Linked DNA regions of Mus musculus: region 1 is linked to region 2. Evidence: chromatin contacts called from public promoter capture Hi-C data. All regions are on one chromosome and are shown on one strand. Each heading gives the region's core, a stretch centred on a gene start, on an enhancer-like site or on the middle of the called end of the contact. The rest is flanking DNA. Distances are from core to core; before and after follow the strand shown.

Region 1 (4,912 bases), core at 649-3,148, 59 kb after region 2:
TTCCCAAGGCTGGGTCCTGAACAGCTTATCACCCCTGTAGCCTTGCTGGTTATAACCACCGGCCTTTTTTTCTCTTGGGCTACTCTGTTCACTTGCTGTAGTTTTCCCAGCACACATTCCATGTTTGTGACAACTCTGACTTCTGGAGTTATTTCTTTATTTTATTTTTAGTTATGCACATAGGAAGGAGGTATACGTATATGAGTGCAGGCCTTCATAAAGGCCAGAGACATCAGATAGCCCTGGAGTTACAGGTGGTTGTGGGCTGACAGATGTAGGTGCTGGGAATTGAACCCTTGTCTTCTATAAGTGTAGTGTGTGCTCTTAACTGTTGAGCCATCTCACTAGCCTTATTTATTTATTTATTTATTTATTTACTTACTTACTTATTACTTACTGTGTAATCCATGCTGGCCTCAAACTCACTGTAATCCTCCTGCCTCAGTCTTGCCAGTGCTGGGAATACCTATATGAGACAGCACATTTGGCTCCTGGAGTCTCCATTGAATCTTGGCCTTACCTTTACAGAGTTAAGCATCACTCTCTCCAGGGCCTTTCTTTGGGGATCCAGACCCTACTACACATTGCCTGACCTTCCAGACTTTTCTTTGAAACCAGAATGGAAGCCTCAGTAATTTTATGCCTTAGAGTTTCTATAGCTATGATAGAACACTGTGACCAAACGCAATATGGGGAGGAAAGGTTTTATTTTGTTTACACTTCTGCCTTATAGTTCATCACTGAACACAGGGCAAGAGCCTGGCGGGCGGCAGGAGCTGGTGATATAGAGGATATGGAGTGGTGCTGCTTCTGGCTTGCTCGGCCTGGTTTTTGTTTTTGTTTTTATAGCACTCAGACTACCAGCCCTGAGCATCATATGGGCAGTGCCCAGTCTGCCGCCAGCTTGGTCAGTAGCTGGCACCCCTTGGACCATGGGTGCTTAGACGGCTGAATGTGCGGGAAACACTTTCCTAAGTGCCTGAGCATGAGTCGGATGCCTAGAGCTGTCTTTCAAAAGACATAAAAGCTTTCTGCCTCAACTAAAGTGATAGTGGCCGGTTCCTATTGTCCTGATGCCAAGTACTTGGCTTCTTTCTAAGCACCTCTGCCTTTCCAACAGCCACACTTCCCCAGGCCCCCACTTTCCATGGGGTGCTTTGCTGAGCAAGTGGAAAGCTTTCAGGCCTTTCTTCTGCCGTGGGTCTGCTCATACCCATGCTGTGAGCTTCTCTAGATAGCGCAGCCACTTATATCCATGCTTCAGCCTGAACGCCAGCATGCAGTGAGTTTCCTGTGCTAGATAATCAGCTAATTCATCACTTTTTTAAGATCATGGTTTTGTCTTCTTCAGGTTCCTTTCTGATCCTACTTACTCAACTTAATGGTTTTGTTTTTTTCTGTCTATTTTCAAAGAAACAAACGAAACAAAAAAAACAAACAAATAAACAAACAAAGTCAAGAAATACAATTCCTCCTACAAAACAAAGATAAAAAAATAAACAAGCAAAAGAACAATAAGACAAAAAAAATATTCAAAGCAAAATGAAGCAATAAGTCCACAGGGAAGAGCTAGGGAGGCTGGGATCTGCACCAAGAGACAGAGTCCTCAGTGAGTGGAGACGGCAGGAGGGGGGAGCTCTTGCAGGTAGGCTGCTACAGGACTAAGACTAACCCACACACACACACACCACACCCCTGAAAGATCAGCAGCGGGGATAGACAGGAAGGAGAGTGAAAATTGCCTTTCGTTGTACCAGCCCAGCATGCCACTGGGAATCCCTGGTAAAAAGAGTTTTTGAGGACTGCTGGCTGACACAAAGGAGTGGAGAAGCCAGAAGGGAAAGCTGAATCTGAACCAAGAGGCAGAGGCCTCAGGAAATGAGTAGGGTGGAGGAGCCTCTGCTGAGAGGCTGTGGTAGTATAAAGAGGAAGTCTGGAGAGACAGGAATGAAAGGGCTTGGGAGACCCTGGGCCTGCACCAGAAGCTAGTTGTTCACCTTTAACTTAGCCTTCAAGGAGCTAGAGGGATTGCTCAGTGGTTAGGAATTCTGACTCCTTATCCAGAGGTCCCAGATTCAACTTACAGCACCTACCTGGTGGCTCACAGCCATTTATAAATCCAGTTCCAGGGCATCCAATCCCCAGACACACATTCAGGCAAAACACCCATACATATTAAAAACAAACAAACAAATAAACCCAGCCTCCACACAGTCTCTATTCACTGACAGAATATAGACGAATTTTCCCCCTGCAATGTAATACAAGTGGCCTGTAATCCAGTTCCTAATATAGATGTTGCTTCTATATAGAATTGCTCTTTCTTTCCCACACCCCTGTCAGTATTCTGATCTTCTGAGATCCCAGCAGAATTACATAGAAATCTCATCTTGTAGCATCCTAAAGTCTTTCTAATGTCTTTCTCCAAGCTGTTCCAAATACCTCCAACAATCACATGAGCTCTGGAGTCTTAAGAACCTCATTGTGGCTGGGTGTGGTGGCACACACTTTTAATCCCAGCATGTGGACGGCAGTTAGATCTCTGAGTGTGAGGCCAGCCTGGTCTACTTAGTGAATGTCAGGCCAGCCAAGGCCTCATTGTGATACCCTGTCTCAAAACCAAAACAAAATAACAATAAAACCTTACACTGTGAATCTGGATATGGTGGGGCATGCCTTTAATTCAGCACAGGGAGGCAGTGAAAGAACTTTCTGTAAGGCCACCTTGGTCTACATAGTCACTTCCAGGCCTGCCAGGGCTACATAAACTGTCTTTAAAAAAAAAAAAACTCTCAAAATACAAAGAACCCTATTGTTTAGTCATGACAGTGCCTACTCCCCCCGAATCATTTTAATTTAAATGAGTATTTTGCTTATATGTGTATGTCTGCATGTGTTCATGTGTGCATGTTGAATGACTGTGGTGACCAGAAGAGGGCATCAGGTCCCCTAGAACTGGAGAATTGGATGTGGGAATTAAACCCAGATCCTCTAGAAGAGAATCCAGTGCTTATAACAGTAGAAACACAGTCCCAGCCCGGCTGGTGTGTTGGTTTTACATTTCTGTGACAGAATACCCATATAAACAACTTGAGAGAAGATGATTTTGTTTCATAGGCTGAGCAGTCTTACTCTTTCACAGTGGGGAGACCATGGCAGAGCAGAACAGCTCACGTCATGGGAACCAGGAAGGATAGAAAAGAATGAGGGGAAGGAGGGAAGGAAAGAATAAGACAAAGAAAAAGATAGAAAGCTCTTAGCTAGCCTCTCCTTTTTTCTGCTATTCTTTTTTCAGGCCCTGAGCGTATTAGATGGTATCAACAATACATTCAAGGCAGATCTTTCCACCATAATCAATCATCTCTTGGATGCCTTCAGACACACCCGGAAGTGCTTTATAGCTTCCTAGGTGCTTCTCAGTCCCATCAAGATGACAATCACAATAATGGCTCTTGATTTCTTTTCTTTTCTTTTCTTTTCTTTTCTTTTCTTTTCTTTTCTTTTCTTTTCTTTTTGGTCTGACATTTTCGTTAGTGTGATAACATTGTCAGCTACTTGACAGGATTAGAATCACTTGGGAAATGGCCATGTCTGCAGACTATTCTGATTGCAGTGACTGAGGTGGGAAGGCCTGCCCACTGTGGGCGGCGCCATTCTGTGCGCAGACCTTAGACTGTGTGAGGAGACGGTGGGCTGAGTACAGGTGGTTTTTGACTGCTTGCCCCCAGTTCCTTCTGAAGGGCCTGGAACGGAGAGCTAAACCAGCCCTTCCTTAAGTTGTTCTTGCATTTTATCACAGAATCAGGAAAAGAAACTAAGATGCAAAATTAACTCTATAAAGGAAAATTAAATACTTTTTCTTTTATTTTCAGGTAAACCAGCCAAAACTATTCCCTGAATGAAAACACCTTTTTTTAAAGTTGCATATATACACAAGAAAAAACCGAAATGCTTTTTATTTTGCCTGAATGCAAGATTTAAACAAGGTATTGCCATAGAAGGTAAGGTAATCTTTTCAATTAAATTACAGTTTATAATGTACAGGTTACTCAAATATATTTTATAGATGGACATTTGTAGGTCAGATGATAGGATCTCACTATGTAGACAAAACTGGTTGGTTGTTTTTGGTTTTAAGACAGGGTTTCACTGTGTTGCCTGTTGTGGAACTAGCACTTTAGACCAGACAGGCCTTGAACACACCGAGCTATATCTGCCTCTTGTCTCCCAAGTGCCCCACCCCCACCCCCACCCCCACCCCCACCCCCAGCTGCTAAAGTTGCTCTTAAACTTAGGATTCTCCAGCCTCTGTGTCCTGAATGCTGAGATTACAGCTGAACATCACACACCTGGTTAATGCCATTTCTTGCTAGCATTTTGTTGTATTAGACATTAAGATAATACCCAAAGGGCGAGAGAGGAGAGAGGACACTGAGCATTATGACGGCTCTGTTCTGCTCTGTAGTGAAGAACAAAGCATGCTCTGGGCATTGCTTCCTTTTCTGTCACTGTGATAAAAAACCAAAGACCCAGGTCCACAGATTTAAGGAGCATGTTTTATCCCAACTGATAGGAACTGAAAAGGAAAAGGGCTGGCAGCATGGTTTGATGGGTAATAGTTCTTACTCCAGGAGCCGGATGACCTCAGTTGGATCCCTGGAACCCAAGTTGGAGGGAGAGAATTGACCCCCAAACATTGGTTTTTGGTCTCTAGATATGTGCCATGGCATATATGCGCCTGTACTGACGCACATTACACACACACAATAATGATAAATAAAGCTTATTTGTTTATTCTTTAAATTGAGGCAAACTCTGTCTATGTAGCCCTGGCTGTCCTGGAACTCACTATAGACCATGCTGGCCTTGAATTCACAGTGACCTGCCTCTGCATGGGCCACCACCACACTTG
Region 2 (4,838 bases), core at 1,224-3,723:
CAATGACCCCCAGGCAAGGGTCCAACATCCCTGAAGAACCATTAGCACTAACCATTAGGAGAGGTACTGGGCAGAAGACATTACATGGGGATGTTCTAGAATAGCTACAGATCTGGTAGGGGGGACATGTGACATATGGACGCCACTGTGGGCTGCCAGCCCAGCCCAGCTCAATCCCTTCCAATCCAATCTCTTCTGCTCCACTAGCAGGGGCCAGGGCCAAGTCCCTAGGCTTCTTGCTCTTGGGCATCAGCTGTGGGCTCTCCCTCCCAGTGTGCTCTCCACGCAAGCTCCTGGATAAGCCATAAGCCCCTGGAGCCAACCCAGGAACACCCCAACGGCTTCTGGTAGAACACCTTATTTGTCCACCTGTAGGATGTCCTGACCAGTATCGCATCCCAATGAGGAGGGAGGGGGGCAGCCCCTCAGCGAGACTCTGGTCAGTGAGAAGGCAAGAAGGTAGCCTGCGGTTCAGCCCCAGTAAGCCCTCAGGGATGTGCTTCCTAAGGGGTCTCTGCCAGGAGTGTGACCCATCCAAGGTATCCTTAAACATAGTAGGAATGACTTTGGGAAGTGAACCGAGTCGTCCAGAGAGATCTAAAATACTTCCTCCCCCACGAGCTTTGTCAGAGGAGCCTGGGCATATTCCAGGTTGGGCAGGGCCAACAAAGGAGCCGACCTTGAGGTCCTTCTCCAACCCAAGGTGACACATGCCCTCCTACACCGCCCCTGACTGGTCTGAGCAGCCATGGGAGCGAGGTGGTGGAGCTGCCTGGACTTGCCAGCCCCGCCCTCCTGGAGTTCTCAACCCCGCCCTCCTGGGGTTCTCAACTCAGCCCGGAAGTGGGTCCCTCTCCCATGGCTGCTTCAGCCTCCCCTTCTGCTTCAGCCTGCTCTTTGGGTAGCTGGACTCGCTGGACTCGGCTGGATAATCCAAAATAATTCCTCCTTGGCAGGCAGCCCGTGGGGGAGGGGGGAACTCACATTCCAAACTCTTGTTTTTCTAAGTAACTTCCCTCAGATCCTGGGGCTAGAAACCTCTGGCCAGTCCTCAGGCCTCCCCACTTCCATGGGAGGGTGTGAGCGACTAGGTGGCCGAGGCTCTGTAGTCTACCTGGTGATTAGTCTTCTCGAGCAATTTCCATACAACACAATAAGGTTTGGCACATTCCACAAAACAACTCACGCGTTGGCTCTACCTTCCTAGGAACTTCACCTCCTGACCAAAGAGCAAGGACTCATGCTAGCGACAGTCCAACTTTCTGATGACATTCCCTATGTTCCAAGACAGCATCCGGGTGTGGGATCAGGCTGACAGCTCCCACCCTCTAGGTGTTTGTGAGCAGTCTGAGAAATTCAGCTTTAAAATCATCAATACAAATTGAAGAGAGACGTTAGAGGGGGGCACTCCCCAAGGCAAATGAGGGCCCCCGAGGGCCTCCGTTCATCAGAACGTGACACTGGCTTTGGGACCTGGCTTCAGCTACAGTTCTGACCACCACCACCATGGTGGCCATAATCCGATCTCCCTTCCTGCCTTCTCCAAGGAACTAGAAAAAGGAATTAAGTGACGTGGCCAGAAACTCTAGGATTCTTAGGCTCAGAAGACCCCAGATAGAAAGGACCCACCCACACACAAACCTGCCACACAGCAGGAAACAGAGGAAGCAATGAATCTCCCTTAAGAAGGTATATGGAAGTGAAGGACTGGACTGTGTAAAAGCACCCACAAGTTCTAAGCCCTCTGAATCCTAAGTGTCTCTCCAAACACCACAACAACGAACTACACTAGAAACTTGCGGAGATCTTGCCGGGAGGCGTGGGGCCTCACCAGGTACTACTACTGAGTGTTAGTTCTCTCTGGCTCTTGTTCCCTGTCCCAGAAGGTGTGGGCACTGCTTTGGTTGAGCACCCCTGTAAAAAGCCCCAGCAGAGCCCAGCGTCTGAGCAAGCTTAGCTTGAGAACTGGGGCCTGGAGGTCCAGCACGACAGAGATGACTTGCTCTGGTCCATCGATTCGGTAGGGACGCCGGCCGTGAAGGAGGGTTTGAAACTACACCGGGTCGGGTGCAGCTCCACCGGGTCGTGGGAACCCTGCCTGCCAGGACAGTCTCCCAGCATCCCAGCGCTGAGGGCCTCGTCGCCAATCGGGGAGGCAGGAACAGCCAGGCCCAGCCGATTGGAAAGACAGACAGACGCGGGGCAAAGACGCAGGCCCGCGTCGCCCTCCGCGCAGCGGCACTGCCCTAAGACCCCCGCGTCCGGGGGCGCAGGCCGAGGCCGAGTGGCGGAGACGGCGAAGCCTGGGCCTGCGCGACGCCCCCACAGTTCCCGTCCCCGAGTGCCGTACCTGCTCCTCCGCAGCCGTCGTTCGATGGCGCCGGGGCCGCGCTCTGCGTTGCGCTCCGGCCCGCGCGGCTGCCATGGAGACGGGCCTTTGTGTGGCCGAGGAGGGGCCGGAGCGCGCGGGAGCCGCCGGCCCCGCCCCCGCCAGGGGAGAAGGAGGGCGGGGAGGACAGGGGCGGGCGAGAGGGAGGGACGAGACTAAGGGGTAGAGGGTGGGAAGGAGGGGCGGCTGGCGTCCCTAGCGTACCCCGCGTTTCCCTCGGCTCAGAGCCACTTATGCACACCGCTTTGCTTGGAGATTCGCGCCCAGTAGCAATCCGCGCTCCCTGCCTGCTGCAGTCTCGTCTCCTGGCACCAGTTCCCCCGCACCTCCCACTGCCCCGTCATCAGAGGAGTTCGCTCAGGCTGGGCACAACCCCGGGAGTGCCCCAGGCCGAACTGAATGGCGCACGCGGCCCGGCACCAGTGGGTGGCTTCGCCTGGGCCAGATCGAGGCCTCAAGTGTCTTCTTGGAGATGGGCGGGGCGCAAGGAACCGCACCACCATTGGCAACAGGCGGGACCACGCGCTCATCCCGTTCCCGAGGGTGAGGGCTGCTGAACCTTGATTCTTTCTTCCAAATCCTAGCCGCTCTGTTCTCCTTATGGAATGTTCTACTCTCCTTCCCGGCCCCTTGGCCTTACCGACCCCCAAAATGTCTATAGGGTAGGACAGTACCGTAGGGTTCCTACTTCAGGCCTTGAAGTTGTGGTGGCGATCTCAGGACAAGGTTTGGAACTAGTCCCCAAACCCCAGCTCATTCATGTCTACCCTGGAATAGCTGTCTCTTCCACCCCAGATTTGCTCTCCTTTTTAAAACAAAAAAAACTAAAGATGTATTTATTTATTCATTTTATGTATGTGAGTACACTCTAGCTGTGAGCCTTCATGTGGTTGTTATGAATTGAATTCTTAGGATCTCTGCTCGCTCAGGCCCAAAGATTTATTATTATACATAAGTACACTGTATCGGTCTTCTGACACACCACAAGAGGGCGTCAGATCTCACTACGGGTGGTTGTGAGCCACCATGTGGTTGCTGGAATTTGAACTCGGGACCTGTGGAAGAGCAGTCTCTTACCCCCTGAGCCATCTCGCCAGCCTCCAGATTTGCCCTCCTTGAATACCGTCTGCCTACTTCCTCCTATTTCCTCTGGCATCTCTGTGGAGAGCCTTTTGGGGTGCCCGTGACTGACTGAGCCAGCTTGGAACAACATCTCCCCAGCTTTGGAGATCTGCCCCAATTCTTATGTCTTCCCCAACCTGAAAACTTCACAAATCTGAGGACTTCACTGTTTCTTTAAGGAAGTTGAACTTGCCCCATCTCAAGCAGCCAGGCTTGGTTGAATCACCTTCTCCCCTCCACCAGCAACCCCGCCCCCTCCCCCCACATACAAGAGACTCCAAAATATTCAGTGATTTCAACACTACGGCCCCCAACACACACACACAACTCTAAAATATCCAGTAACACAGCTGCAAACTTTGTATCAAAAATATTAAAAGACAAGTATTGTATAACAAAAAAAGATATTTTAATAACAAAGTTGTGGGAAGGCCAGTATTCTGAACTGAGTAGGGCTCAAAATAGAAAAGGCAGGAAGCTGGAGGGTAAAAGAGTCCTCCTGTCCTTCCGGTCTGTCCCTGGGGCTGGCTGCCTCATGACCTCCACCCAACCCTCTTAGATCCCCTGAATGCTGGCTCACTGCGCTCTCCCAACTGGCCACACAAGGGAGCTCTGGGAATCACAATCTCCAGGATTAGCTTCTCACTCTCCAGGCATCTAAACTGTAAGGGACCTCTGGGCTGGGGGGAGGGGAGCACCTCTTTGGAGCCATCTGTCTCGACATCCCTCCAGGCTCTGCCCTTGGCATGGATGGAAAGAGATGGGCTTGAGCCTACTTTGGACAGAAGCTCCACTAACTCAGCTGATCCCATCCTGGGAGAGAGAGAGTCGGAGAGGATGTAGCTGGTAGGAAGCCAGCAGGCAGGCGGTATACTCTACCAGTAACCAGGACAAGCCCCTCGAAGAAACTGGAACTTTGCTCATTCCTGTGTGTCAGCCTTGGGTTTGTGCCCTAAGCAGCACTGTTGTGTCTATAGCCTTCTACCTCCCCACCAGCCCCTCCTCTAAATCTGTCTGCTGATTCCCATGAAGAGTCCTAGGCTGATGGTGGCTGAGGTCCTTGGGGTGGTGTGGGGTGGGGCACCCTGAAGCCTACTGTGTGAAAGTCAAGTGAAAACTAGCACGAGAAACACACTGCAGTGATATTTGAGATGTGCATTTTACGGTGGAGCCATTAAGACGGAGGAGGCTTAGACCTGTCACTCGGATAGGAGGCTGGCACATGGAAGGCACAGTTCTGCAGACTCCAAATGGCTAGTCCCCACAGCCGGGGAGCTCCAGCTGTCACAGAGGATGGTGCCATGGTTCTGAAGATCCCTTAGAGACC

The links. Promoter capture Hi-C pulls out the DNA fragments that hold promoters and counts their contacts.
Region 1: a promoter capture Hi-C map of hematopoietic stem and progenitor cells shows a contact between it and region 2. The contact joins the enhancer-like site here to the promoter of Plxnb2 in region 2. A contact is called at or near these places in 7 of 39 promoter capture datasets (the C10 cell line, cranial neural crest, embryonic stem cells and 3 more), 4 of 115 datasets of contacts at active chromatin or transcription factors (the SCID.adh cell line, bone marrow-derived macrophages and embryonic stem cells) and 3 of 9 other capture datasets (adipose tissue, liver and pancreatic islet).

The regions. Positions count from the first base shown.
Region 1 is chr15:89,238,288-89,243,199 of GRCm38.p6, forward strand. Ppp6r2 (protein phosphatase 6, regulatory subunit 2) reads left to right here. Exons shown (of 25, transcript NM_026813.2): 2 at 3,873-4,001. Among named protein-coding and RNA genes, the nearest start is that of Ppp6r2, 29 kb to the left of the region's middle. Within about 2 kb of position 1,899, at least 54 of the 459 cell types and tissues checked have an H3K27ac peak or open chromatin away from gene starts, as enhancers often do. A contact at or near this core is called in adipose tissue, bone marrow-derived macrophages and hematopoietic stem and progenitor cells, where this site is marked.
Region 2 is chr15:89,178,315-89,183,152 of GRCm38.p6, forward strand. Plxnb2 (plexin B2) reads right to left here and starts at 2,474. Exons shown (of 38, transcript NM_138749.3): 1 at 2,351-2,474. It overlaps Dennd6b (DENN/MADD domain containing 6B), which reads right to left. Exons shown (of 20, transcript NM_027081.3): 20 at 3,899-4,838.